Linked DNA regions of Sus scrofa: region 1 is linked to region 2. A link is a contact called in public HiChIP or PLAC-seq data. All regions are on one chromosome and are shown on one strand. Each heading gives the region's core, a stretch centred on a gene start, on an enhancer-like site or on the middle of the called end of the contact. The rest is flanking DNA. Distances are from core to core; before and after follow the strand shown. Region 1 overlaps CLEC16A (protein CLEC16A). Region 2 overlaps CLEC16A (protein CLEC16A).

Region 1 (6,284 bases), core at 3,528-6,027, 170 kb after region 2:
CCACTGCCGTGCTGGGCCAGATTCGATCCTTGGCCCAGGAACTTCCACATGCCATGGATGCAGCCAAAAAAAAGAAAGGAAGTTACAAAGAATACCTCCAGGAGTTCCCATCATGGCTCAGTGGTAATGAACCCGACTAGTATCCATGAGGACATGTGCTCAATCCCTGGCCTCCCTCAGTGGGTTAAGGATCCAGCGTTGCTGTGGGCTCTGATATATGTCGCAGACATGGCTCAGACCTGGCGTGGCTGTGGCGTAGGCTGGTGGCTGCAGCTCCAATTTGATCCCTAGCCTGGGAACCTCCATATGCTGTGGATACAGCCCTAAAAAGACCAAACAAAACAACAACAACAACAACAACAACAAAAAACCCAAAAAACAAAAAACAAAACGAAAAAGAAAAGAAATATCTCCAGCTGCATCAACACTAAGCCGGCTCCACATTCTCCAGCCCGTATGGTGTCACAACACGGACACGAGGGGAGCTTTCCCTGTTCAAACTCATCAACTGTCACCTCCAGGTTAAACACGGCTCCTTCCCTTTGGAGCGCTTACAGGACTTGAGACAGAACATTGCTTTGAAAGTTTTATCAACATCTGTCTCTCCTGCTGGACTGTGGGGCTCTGGTGTGACCAAGGTGATTTAGGATTTTATATGTCCCCAGAACTAGCACCATACCTGATGCAGAGAAAGGCCTTAGTAAATACTTCCTGGATGAATCAAAGAAGAGATAGGCCAGACAGGGGCCATGAAAAGGCCTCATTCAATTCAGCTGAACTAATGCCACCCCTAACAGCACAGGTTTCTGGAAACCTTTTCAGAGGCATCAATGTTCCCTTAAAGAGCCAAGTGGCCCATCCGGGACATCGTACACCAGAAAAACCAGAAGGGCCAGGGCCTCTTATGCGCCAGGCATTCTGGCCCTTCATGCTCTGGTATCACACTCCACCCACACGCTCAAGATGTGACAACAGAGTCGCTGCCCAAGGGCAAGCCCAGGCTGTGTGTCATCTGCCTGAGAACCGGGCTGCAGGGCCAGAGGCCTCAAGAAGCAGTCTTTGGCTACACACCGCTCACCTCGGATCTGCACTTAGAGCCTAGGGTGAGACGATCCAATGACAGACAAGACGTCTGCCATAAACTGCTCAGAGCAGGTAGAGCCTTTAATGGGAGGGAACCAGGAGAGAGGCCTCCCAAGTGGTGTGTGTGGTAAGGGCACAGGCCCAGGGGCGGGGGAGATGGCAAGCTGGGCAGGTACTGAGGTAGCTGGGAGCTCAGTATGTGTGGTTAGGGTGGGAGGCAGGAAGGCAGGCAAGGCACACGGGGCCAAGGTGGGAAAGCCTCGGGAGAGGTTGACACCCTCATCATCGGGGGTTCCCTTTAGGAGAGCACGAAACGCACGAATATGCAGAAAGCACAGACAATCTTTGTTTGGGCCATGGCTGGGTGATGCCTTCAAACTTAGGGGGTATTTGCCTCCAAATGCAGCTTCCCAGCTTCTCTAGAAACATGAGAAGGCCTGGCAGTACCGCATCCATATTCGTGCAGAACAGCAGCTGCTCACAAAGGACACGTACACGCTCAAATGTGCCACAGTCCCCACTGCTCCCCACTGCCACCTCATGGGGTCTGTGTCATTCACAGCTGTTCCGCATCCCGCCTCTGCAGATGCAGGTGCCTCTGACAAAATATTCTCTCATTCTGACCCAGTAACGGTGTCTCACAGAAACACAATCTGAGACCCAGAACGGTGCAATGCCACGTCCAATGACATGCGACCAGTCAGATCCCCTCCTCGTGCTCGACCCCAGATCTTTCTGGGTACGCACGTCAATGCTCCGATTAGGCTCCCTGAATCCCGGAAGGGTTTATGCTTCATCGGTGCTATACAAGCAGAATGTTGGTTTCTGGTTTTAGAGAGACACACATTAACCCCATGAGCAATGGCCTCTTATCGGGGTCCTGAGATGGTCCCCACACTAATGACTTACACAGCTTCTCTGAACATCCTGTTCGGGCTTAGCGTACGTCTCAGACAGATCGCCATTCAGGATGACTTCAGCTAACGAGTTCACCAGGGGTGCGTGGTGTATAATTAGGAAGACCTGGCGAGGGGAAAAAAGGGAAGTGCATTAAAGTGTGCGGGCCCTCGGCTCCTCCTCCTCCTCGATGAAGCAGCAATCCCAGGGATGCCGAATCCAAAGAACGGGTCACATTTAGGGGAAACCAATTATACTTTTCTCCTTCAACAGCTGGGCCCCCTCCGTTCAGACTATTTGGCTGGCTGCTCGGCGGCAGAGGGAAGTGCATTAAAGTGAGACTGTCCCTCACGGCTGGCTGCAGCCAAAGCCGCCTGAAGTGGGGCGACGTGGAAAAGGAGCGCCAAACCCGCACTCCTTCCTCTCCAAGGGCATTTTAGCGTCAAATCCGATTACGATAAGACTCGGAGGCATGGGCCCAATATTTCAGTTACACGGAAGAAGGGGCCGGCAAGCCTGGTTCCAATCAAGGACTTGGCAGAGGTTCGCTGCTCAGAGATGCCATCTCTGGAACGAGCTCTGACCTGTGCGGTGGGCTTCAGCACACCGGGACTCCAGGGCAGCACGGGCAGGGGTGAGAACTGTGGGGAGGAGAAGCTGCAGGAGCCAAAGAGACAGACCACATTGGGCCAGGAAGCAGCATCAGAAGGGCCGGCTGCTGAGATGGCCTGGCTGCCCCGGCCTGTTGCCGGAGGTTCAAAGGAATGGCTTGAGAATTCTGGGTACCGAAACTGCCTCGCAAAGCTGGCTCAGACACCCCTGGGCTTGTTTTAAAATGTGAAGGCCACACGGGTCCCGCAGCACAACGTGGGATGTGTTGACCGCTGGTACATCAACGGGGTATGCACACGTCTGTATTTGCTCATGTATATGGGGAACAGGGCTCCCCATCCTCAGCACTATTGTTGGGAATAATTCTTTGGGGGGGGGCTGTTCTGTGTATTGTGGGATATTTGGCAGCATTTATGGCCTCTACCCCCTGGATACTAGCTGCACCCCCTCCCCGCGTCATGACAAGCAGAATCGTCTTCAGGTACTAGCCAGTGTCCTTTGGAGGCGGGGTGACATCACCACCAGTTGAAAACCCCTGGCAGAGAACGTCTCTGGAAGGACAATGATAATTGTCTTTGGGGATAGAAATTGGGAGACTGAATATTTTTAAAATATTGTAAACCAAAAAAAAAGGGAAAGGCAGAAACTAAAACACTGGCTGCCTCTGGGAGTGGGACCAGGGGTAAGAGGGCGATTTTCCCTCATGCTGTTTTGTACTGTTGGAGCAGAATGAACACATTGTGCCAAAAATAAATACAATTCAATTAAAGGTACAGGCAGAAAAACCAAATGTGGGACCTACCGAAAAAAACAGCACGGTGTTTTTAAAACATGGGGGAGACACTCACTGCCAATCATAGACTGTACAGTATGATCGAGCGGGTTAGCCCAGGCCCAGGGCGGGCCTTCAAGCAACAGTGATCATACTGATGACAAAGGAATTCAGTCCACAAACACTCAGTGGGCATCTATCTACTAAGCCCACCCGACAGAGGCCAGGGTGGACATGCATGGTGCCATTCCTGCGCTATGGATGGGGAAGGCTGGGAGTGGTGGAGCCGACAGTCACAAGGTACGTGGAAGCGTGTGTGGGCCAGACTCAAAAGAGCTGGGCCAGGAGTTCCCATGGTGCCTCAGCAGTGACCAATCCAAACAAGTATCCATGAGGACGCAGGTTCGATCCCTGGCTCGCTCAGTGGGTTAAGGATCCGGCATTGCTGTGAGCTGTGGTGTAGGTTGCAGACCTGGCTCAGATCCCGTGTGGCTGTGGCTGTGGTGTAGACTGGTGGCTACAGCTCCAATTCAACCTCTAACCTGGGAACCTCCATATGCCTCGGGTGCAGCCCTAAAAAGGACCCCCCCCAAAAATAAAAGGACAAAAAAGACTGGGCCATCCTGTTTGTGTCACAAGAGGTTCAGTGTTAGTTGGAGAGCGTCCCTCACACTGAGTTAACGTCATCAATGTAAATTTTCCTGGTTTAGTAGTGATGCTTATAAAATAACTTCTGAGGATGTTCTGATGTAGAGCTTAAGCACCAGGATTTAGAACTGATTTGAGGTTTTTACATCCTCAGGCAACTGGCTAATAAAATCACAGGGAAACGCAGGGTGGGGAGCAAAGCTCCACTATGTGAGTTGGGACGCCAGAGACAGCGCTTCTGTGAGAGACCGAAACTAGCCCCTAGGTCCCTTACTAGGAAAGCAGGAAAAGGGGGTTCTCGGAGAAAAAGTGGGGCTGGCTCCGCGGGGTGCTCCAGCAGCTGAAGGGTCCTGAGGGCGGCCGATTGCCCCGGGGTTCCTGCAGCTGAGCATCTGGCCTGCGCGCATCCTGCCAGACTCCAGAATCCCAGGCAGGAGAGGCCAGTGGATCCGTAAGGAGGCGGTGGAAACAGCTGCCAGGAGGGGCTGGGCTCTGCACGGAGCTGGGCGCACAGAGGGGCATTCAGAGAGTCGGCACCAGCGCACAGCCCCGAGCAAACAGAGCCGCAGGGACAAGACCTGGGTGATGGGGAAGTGGCCACGCAACGGTCCCAGTTGGCCTGGCCGCCAGGAGGAGGCCGAGTCAGCATCTCTCTTCTCAGGGCAATGGCAGACAGCCCTCCTCGGACTCGAAATGGCCCACAGACCAAGTGAGAAGGCCATTCGCTCAGCAAAGCCAATAAATACCCAGGCCACAGCAGAAGTGGGAACAGAACTCGGGTCAAATGTCTGACTACTTGACAGTCTAATGAGATGGCCTGAGAGTCTGGACTGCTCGTAATAAAAATATTTTTAAAGTTATGTAACTGGGTCACCATGGAGTTTTTCCCTTCTTGTAAATATTACATAATTACGAGAAGGAAACACACTTGTTTAAGAGGGGGAGGCAGACAAATTGGCTCAAGACACACATCTGGGGACTGAGGCTGCTATAAGATACCTTCCAGAAGGTAACCTCGGAACTAAAACCACCATAAAAGCCTTGAAGAGCGGCCTCGTGGATGGAAGTTTGTGAAGGCACAGTTGCTGTGCACTTACACGTCGGGGCCTGCGGTTCGGGGTTTCGGTCAAAATGGCCGAAAACAGGACCCGCGCGGGCGACGTTTCCAGGGTGTTCAGAACGCTCCTTGGCGGTTTCGGAAACCTCAGTCCCCACAGTAAAAACCAAGTACATATGTGCCAGGCTTGATTTATTGTTCACTTCTCTTCACACTTCCAAGCACGACCACGAAAAAATACAAAGCGCCTCCAGCAGTGTCTGGAAAATGGACCCCCTTTTCCCTGTCTTGTTATTTTATTTCAAGGTGGGGACATGGAGAGAGAAGACAGGGCAAAGTGGCCTGGGAAATTTCCGCAAGGCAGCAGCCCCCCACCCCGGACCCCACGTCACCATGTGGTTGGGACACGGGCGATAGGGCAAACATACCTGTGACAGAAGGTACAGGGAAACGGGCAGGCTGATTTTTGGCCGTTCTCCTCCCTGGTGACGGGTGGGGAAGAGACAGAGAGAGGGCTCGGTCACGCACGGAGGGTACAGAAGCCATGCATCTGAAGGAGCGACGCCCAGCACCTCCCCCCCTTCCTCCAAGACCCCCGGCTCTTCTTCTCTTGGTGGCAGAGTCCGCCCTGCAAAGGAGACGCGCAACCTAATCCCATCCGACGCCATCCACGAGGCCGCTCTGCTTCCACCTGAGAAAGCCTGCACCCTCAGTCATGGACTAGACGCTGACCGTGGTCCAGAGAAGAACCAGGTCCTAGATTACCCAGAGGGTTAATTTCCCCCAGCTTGGCCCCAGCGCTGGTGGGAGAGGCCCCAGGCCCACCCTCAGGAAGGCGGGGGTGGGAGAGGCTGGGGCCCCTGGTCTCAGGGGTCCCCGGTCTCAGGAGGCCCCTCATCTGTACGGGCGTCACGAGCTCCACCTCGCGCCAGCCCTGAGAGGACCTTCAGGACACTGTTTGCTCCGGGGAGATGACTGCCTTTTGCCGGTGGCAGAGCGGGGAGAGGGAAGAGGCCGTGTGAACTCAGGTCTGAAAGCTCCCGTCCCCATGCTCTCCCTCTGTCTCCAGAGCTGCCTTGGGGAGATCGCATGAGGGTTACAACTTTCTTTTCTCGCTGATTTCAACAGGAATCCCCATGTGCCACCTCCACAAAGAAAGCTCTACCCCCGTGGGTCGCGTGTAACAGGCCGGGGCCCCTGCAGTGACCAGCTGGT
Region 2 (5,705 bases), core at 1,387-3,886:
TCTGGGCCTGCGGAGCCTGCCAGGCCCAGGACCCACCTGGACACACTTGGAAGCAGTTTCACGAAAAAGGGTGTAGCCAGCCACAGGGCTTGGGCAAGGGGTGCCTGCTGAGCTGGAAATCAGCTGATGCGGCTCAGGGCTGCTCAAGCTGCACCCTTGAAGGGGACATGCAACCTCGGGGCTCAGAGGGACTCGGGACATCCTCCTGGCCAAACCTCAGGGCCTTTGCTCAGGCGCTCAGTTCCGCCCCGAAGTGGTGCTGGGTGGGCGGGGAGACCCTGAAGACGCTCCCGCCAGAGAGCCCGCTCCGCCCTGGTGGGTCTGGCGAGTTTGACGCGGGGAGGAACGAAAGCTCTGGTGAAAAGCTGGCACTTACGGGGCCTCACGCGGCCCTCGGAGCGACTCGGGTTTGGAGATGGAACTGCAGCCGGGGGAGTGGAGGACCCCCACGTTTTAGAGACACCCAGGCCTGGGCGAACCCTGCTGCACCAGCAGAGGCACCAGGGCTTGTGTCCCTGGCTTCTCCCCTGCCTGCAGCAGAGGGGCTGCAGGGCGCCTTCTGAACGAGCCCGCCCGGGATGGAGCCCCCGTTCCCGAGGCCATGTGTCCTCCGCTGACGGACAGTCTGCTTTTCTAAAGGGCCGCAGCTTCTGATTTTATGGACTAAACACATGAAAGCTTCCATGGAATCTCACCTATGACCCCAGGAGCCCATGCAGAACTGGTGGTTCCTGCTTCAGCCCCGGGACCCTGACCTTCCCGGTGGGTCACATCAAGCCTCCCCACTTGCTGGGCACACCCCCGCCCCCCCCCCGGCCCCAAACCTCATGCTCGCCACCTGTGCCACCTGAACCTCAGGCGGCCCATCGCCTGCTGACAACTTCTTCCAGCAGGTTCTCTAGGTCTGACCACGCCTTTCTCAGACTCAGGAAGGCGGCAGGGTGTCAGCGGGGGTCTGTGAACTGCAGGCTGCCGACTGTTTGGTAAACAAAGTTTTACTGGAACCCAGCCATGCCTTTTGCCGACGCTTTGCTGGTGGCTGCTTTCAAGCTACAGGGCAGCTCTGAGTCGTGGCCAGAGAGGCTGCATAGCTCACACAGCCTGAAGCACTTCGCCCCCTGGCCCTTGATGGAAACTGTATGCACAGCCTGGAAGGGTCCGGGGCAGCGGCTCTGGCCCCAGGAAAGCTTGGGTTCCCTCCAGATCTGCCCACGTACAGGCCATGGGGCGGGCCCCGGGCAAGTCTCCCCACTTCGCTGAGGCTGCCTCCCTTCACCCACTGGTGGGCAGGCCTGGGGAGGGGGAGGATGTGAGGGGACACCCTGCTCTGTCCCCACCTCAGGACTTGGGGAACCCATACCCGGCCACCTCGGAGGAGCTATTCTGTCCTATTTGTGTGAAGTTATTCTTGTCTAAGGATCAGCTCCCTAAAAGCTGGATCCCTATGTACACTCCCAGCCAGGCGCCCCGTTCGGGTGGATGAAACGGCATGTGGAGGTGAGGCCTGGAGGGAGCCTGGTGGCTGAGTTCCCTGCCCCCACCTGTCACAGACAGCTCCGTGCCAAGAACAGCAGGATTAACGTGCTGGAGTTCTCAGGAAGAGGCATTATGTGATAAACCCTGTGTGTGTGTGTGTGTGTGTGTGTGTGTGTGTGTGTGTGTGTGTGTGTGTGGTGGGCTCTGATTAACGACGGCACACATCAAGGCAAATCCAAACACCCGTCAGGAAGATTCCCGGGGGGCAGGCGGCCACAGCCCCATGGAACCAGCCTAATAGCTGCTTAGGGCTTAATCACTTCAAGTGGTAAACCCCCAAGTTTACCAGCTGTTTGTCTGCCTCGAAAATGAATCACTCCTTCACAAATCAAAATGTCAGGATGGCTCTTCCTGAGCTGCTTATTTATCAGAACCGTAGACAGAGGGGTGGGGGAGTGTGCTAACAGGGCTGCGCCTCAGCCTTTTACGCTGACAACGCCCCAGCCCAAACAGACGAATGATGTGGCTGTCACTGGCCCCTTCTCCCGAGACACACGTCTTTTCTCTCGCTTTTTTTAAAGCCCTGGTTTGTTACTGTGAGACTCGCTGGGTGGAGTGTGCAGCAGAGAAGATGCTGAGATTGCAGTCAGGGTACTAAGGGTTCTTCATTTGGGGAACAGACCAGAGGTCAAGCCACAGACTGACAAAAAAATACAGTGCACCTCCTGCAGGTGCTCAGAGTTAAATAGGAAAAAAAAAAAAAAATCCCCAACCGCCGATACCACCTGTTGGCGGGTCCAGCTCAGCAGAGGCAACTGAAAGCATCTTTCCCTCCCCTGCGGCCCTCCCAAATCCACCTCCCTTCTTTCCATGGCACAAGGACCAGAAAGGCTCGGCAATGTTTCTGGTTTGCTTTTTAGCAAGGTGTCCAGATTCCCCTTGCAATTTCATGGGGCTCCTTCCCACATGGAGGGGGCAACACTTTGAGAGCCGGTGTGACCCATCGGGGGGCTGGGGGGCCCCGGCAGAAAACTCAGGACCAGCGCCTGCAGCCGGAAGCCTCCCCTGCTCTTGCTTCACCCCTGGAAGCCAGTTCCTGATGAGCTGGCTCTGGCAGAGGCGCCAAGGGGCTTTCTGGGCGTGAGTCAAACATGCACGGGCTGCCAAGTCCTTGCAAATGCGCAGATGTGCCAGAGATCACGGGACAAGGGCACAGGCAGACGGCCTCCCTGAGAGCTTGCCCAGCAGATAAAATTCCTGGCCCTCCCTGAGGATGTCTCAAGAACAGCCTGCGGAACGCATATCAAAGGCCGTATGGATTTTCACACCAGCCGGCTGATTCCGCATCTAGAAATTTACGCTGCTGAGGGGGCCGTGGCAGGAACTGCTCGGGCGATGAAAGCACGGGGGTGTGACAGGGAACGGGAGCCCCTACCCATGCGGCAGCTGGATGCGGAAGATGGTCAAACACGCTGCTGGTGGAAAGGATTACGTAAGGGGGAAACGCTCAAGACACAGTAAATGAGAGAAGGTTAGAAGAAGCATGTCCCATGGCAGAAAAAAAAAAAAGAGAAAAGCAAAACCAAACCAAATCCCGCTTCTGCCTTCCTCCTTGCATGGGGAGCAGACTGGAGGGGTTCAAGCCGAAGTCGTGGCAGAAGCGGGTGGTTTATGCTGAGCTTTCATTTGTTGTGCTTGTCCGAATTTTCCAAGACTCCCCCTCTGAATGTTATTTTAAACCAGGGAAAGGATGGAGGATGAAGAAGGCATCCAGCTGTCTGGGAGCTGGACAGGCCAGAGCCGGAGGCCCTAACAGCCCCGGGACCGGCTCCGGACTCCAAAGCGCTCTCCCCGGCTCTCGCTAAGGGCCTCCCCGGGCTGGCCAGGCATGAGGCTCCCAGCAGGTGGACCTGGGCCAGCGGGGACAGGCATCCCCTGCTTTCCAGGAGTCCGGGCTCCACAGGGTCAGGCCGGGGTCTTCCTGCTGCCCTCTGGCCCCTTTCTGACAGTTACTCTGGGAAGATGAACTCAAGAGTAACTCTCTGGCATGTGTCGAGCACAAAAATACCACCAAAAGGTCAGCCTTCTATTTTAGACCCATTGAGAGAGGGAGTGCTGAGCTGGGAGTCGGAACCCCAAGGGCGCGACCGAGCTCTGCCCACGGGGCCTTTTCACCTTGGACAAGCCCCCCCTCCTTCAGGGGCCTCTGGGTCTTTTCGTGAAACACAATACAGTTGGTGAGGATCTCCCGGCTTAAACGGTGGGTAGTTTTCTCTTTACCCATAAACCTGAACTTGACCTGAAGCCCACGACCTCCCTGGGAGGCAGGCAAAGGAGAGGACCCGGAAAAGTGCACCCTGGACATATGTGCTGGGCACCTATAACATTGTACGTGGAACACCCACTAAAGCTTTCCCCGTGAGGACAGGTGGCCATGGGAGGCAGGGGCCAGGGCCAGCCAGTTGCAGCCCAGAGGCCTGCAGATGTGTTGCAGTTATTTATTTCTGTGGCCACGGAAGTTCCTGGGCCAGGGATCACACCTGCACCATAGCAGTGACCCGAGCCACAGCAGTGACAACATCAGATCCTTAACCTGCTGAGCCGCCAGGGAACTCCAGATGTGCTTTGCTTTGCTCACACTGTTTGCTTGTTTTAGGCACCACCATCCACACCCCAGGAGATTCTACATATGAGTCTGGATTTCTGGCTTCTTATAAAACAGGAAGAGCTGGAGTTCTCATTGTGGCTCAGTGGTTAATGAATCTGACTGGGAACCACGAGGTTGTGGGTTTGATCCCTGGCCTTGCTCAGGGGGTTAAAGATTCGGCATTGCCATGAGCTGCGGTGTAGGTTGCAGACGCGGCTCGGATCCCGTGTTGCTGTGGCTCTGGTGCAGGCTGGCGGCCACAGCTCTGATTCAGCCCCTAGCCTGGGAACCTCCATATGCCTAGAAAAGGCAAGAAAAAAAGACAAAAAATAAAAAAATAAAACAAAAAAATAAAACAGAGCTGGTATCACTGGGCCCCATCCCCACGTGGCAGCGACTGGAGGTGGGGAGGGAGCTGGTTCCTTCTCTTCCCCAACTTGACTTGCCTGCTGCTCGCAGGCATTTCAGTTAATCAGCTCTGCTATTTATCCTGGGATTTTCGGTCAAATCCACAGGACCTGGGGATGTTCCAACCCCCAGGGACCTCTCAACAGCTCCCTCCTCGGACCCTACCTCTCACCTCCCCAGTCAGTGGGGGTGGGGGGAGGGCCTGACGATGGGGCCATCTGCCTCCAGCAGCTCAGGTAGGTCTCAGACTGTGTGACAAGAGCTGCTGCTCTTGGCCTAAGCGGGGCCGTTCCCTTGGCCTGAAATTCCCTTCTGCCTCTTTTCTGTCTTCACAAATCCCTCCCCTGTCCTCTGAGGCTCACACAGCTCAGGGCCAGCTTGGGCAAGAGTGTCTGCAGCCGGTGGGGTTTAACTGTTCTTTCCCTTGTGCTTGCTCAGCCTGCCCTGTGCAGCCTTGGGGCCTCATCAGCCCAAGGAAGGCATGTGCCCAAGTAGGGCATAGAAACTTGACTGCAAAGATGCTTCGCTGTTTTGGGCAACAACTGTCATTATTTTAAGAGCTAGTGCCTGGAATCCTCCGGGGTTCACAGTGTTCGTGATACTGTGAGCTGTCCCCCAATACCTATTCTCCCCTCATCTGCAATTACAGAACCTGGCAGCTAGGTCTGGCCGTGTGACTGACAAAGCTGTGGCCAATGAGATAGGAATGAAAGTGACACGCTGGCCTTCTAGGAAGGCTTCTTAAGAGGAAAGAGGTAGGAGTTCCCATTGTGACTCAGTGGGTGAAGAATCCAACTGGTGTCAAATCTCCTGATTTGAAAATTGTTGATAACTTATGCCACATTCCTGTCCTTCCTGGGGGAACTCAGGGAGTGGTGGAGTGAGGCGAAAGAGGGGAAGGGGCAACTGAGATGGGGAGGTGACTTCCCCACGACCCCCCACGTCTTCTGGAGTCAACGCTTCAACTCTTTCCTTGGGGGCTGCATGTGGACTATCTTGGGTGGACACCAGCGAGGGGTCTGAGTCTCCCCCTGGGTTCACACCGGGCCACGCAGAGGTTTACACGTGAGGGCAAGACCTGGAAGCAGCAGGGACTTCAAGAGAGTGAAGGGCGGGAGGGCTTGCTCGTGCGCAGGCTCGAGGACCGTGGGGTTTGAGCCAAAGGTTTCCTAAA

What was found. HiChIP or PLAC-seq counts read pairs in DNA pulled down with a chosen protein or histone mark.
Region 1: a contact with region 2 is called in an H3K27ac HiChIP or PLAC-seq map of skeletal muscle, with 5 times the contacts expected there. The contact joins two enhancer-like sites. A contact is called at or near these places in 2 of 2 datasets of contacts at active chromatin or transcription factors (alveolar macrophages and skeletal muscle).

The regions. Positions count from the first base shown.
Region 1 is chr3:32,114,499-32,120,782 of Sscrofa11.1, forward strand. CLEC16A (protein CLEC16A) reads right to left here. Exons shown (of 25, transcript XM_021086617.1): 9 at 5,498-5,551; 10 at 1,993-2,106. Among named protein-coding and RNA genes, the nearest start is that of CLEC16A, 41 kb to the right of the region's middle. Within about 2 kb of position 4,778, at least 10 of the 83 cell types and tissues checked have an H3K27ac peak or open chromatin away from gene starts, as enhancers often do. A contact at or near this core is called in skeletal muscle, where this site is marked.
Region 2 is chr3:31,950,660-31,956,364 of Sscrofa11.1, forward strand. All of the region lies in intron 23 of CLEC16A (protein CLEC16A), which reads right to left. Among named protein-coding and RNA genes, the nearest start is that of SOCS1, 72 kb to the left of the region's middle. Within about 2 kb of position 2,637, at least 39 of the 83 cell types and tissues checked have an H3K27ac peak or open chromatin away from gene starts, as enhancers often do. A contact at or near this core is called in skeletal muscle, where this site is marked.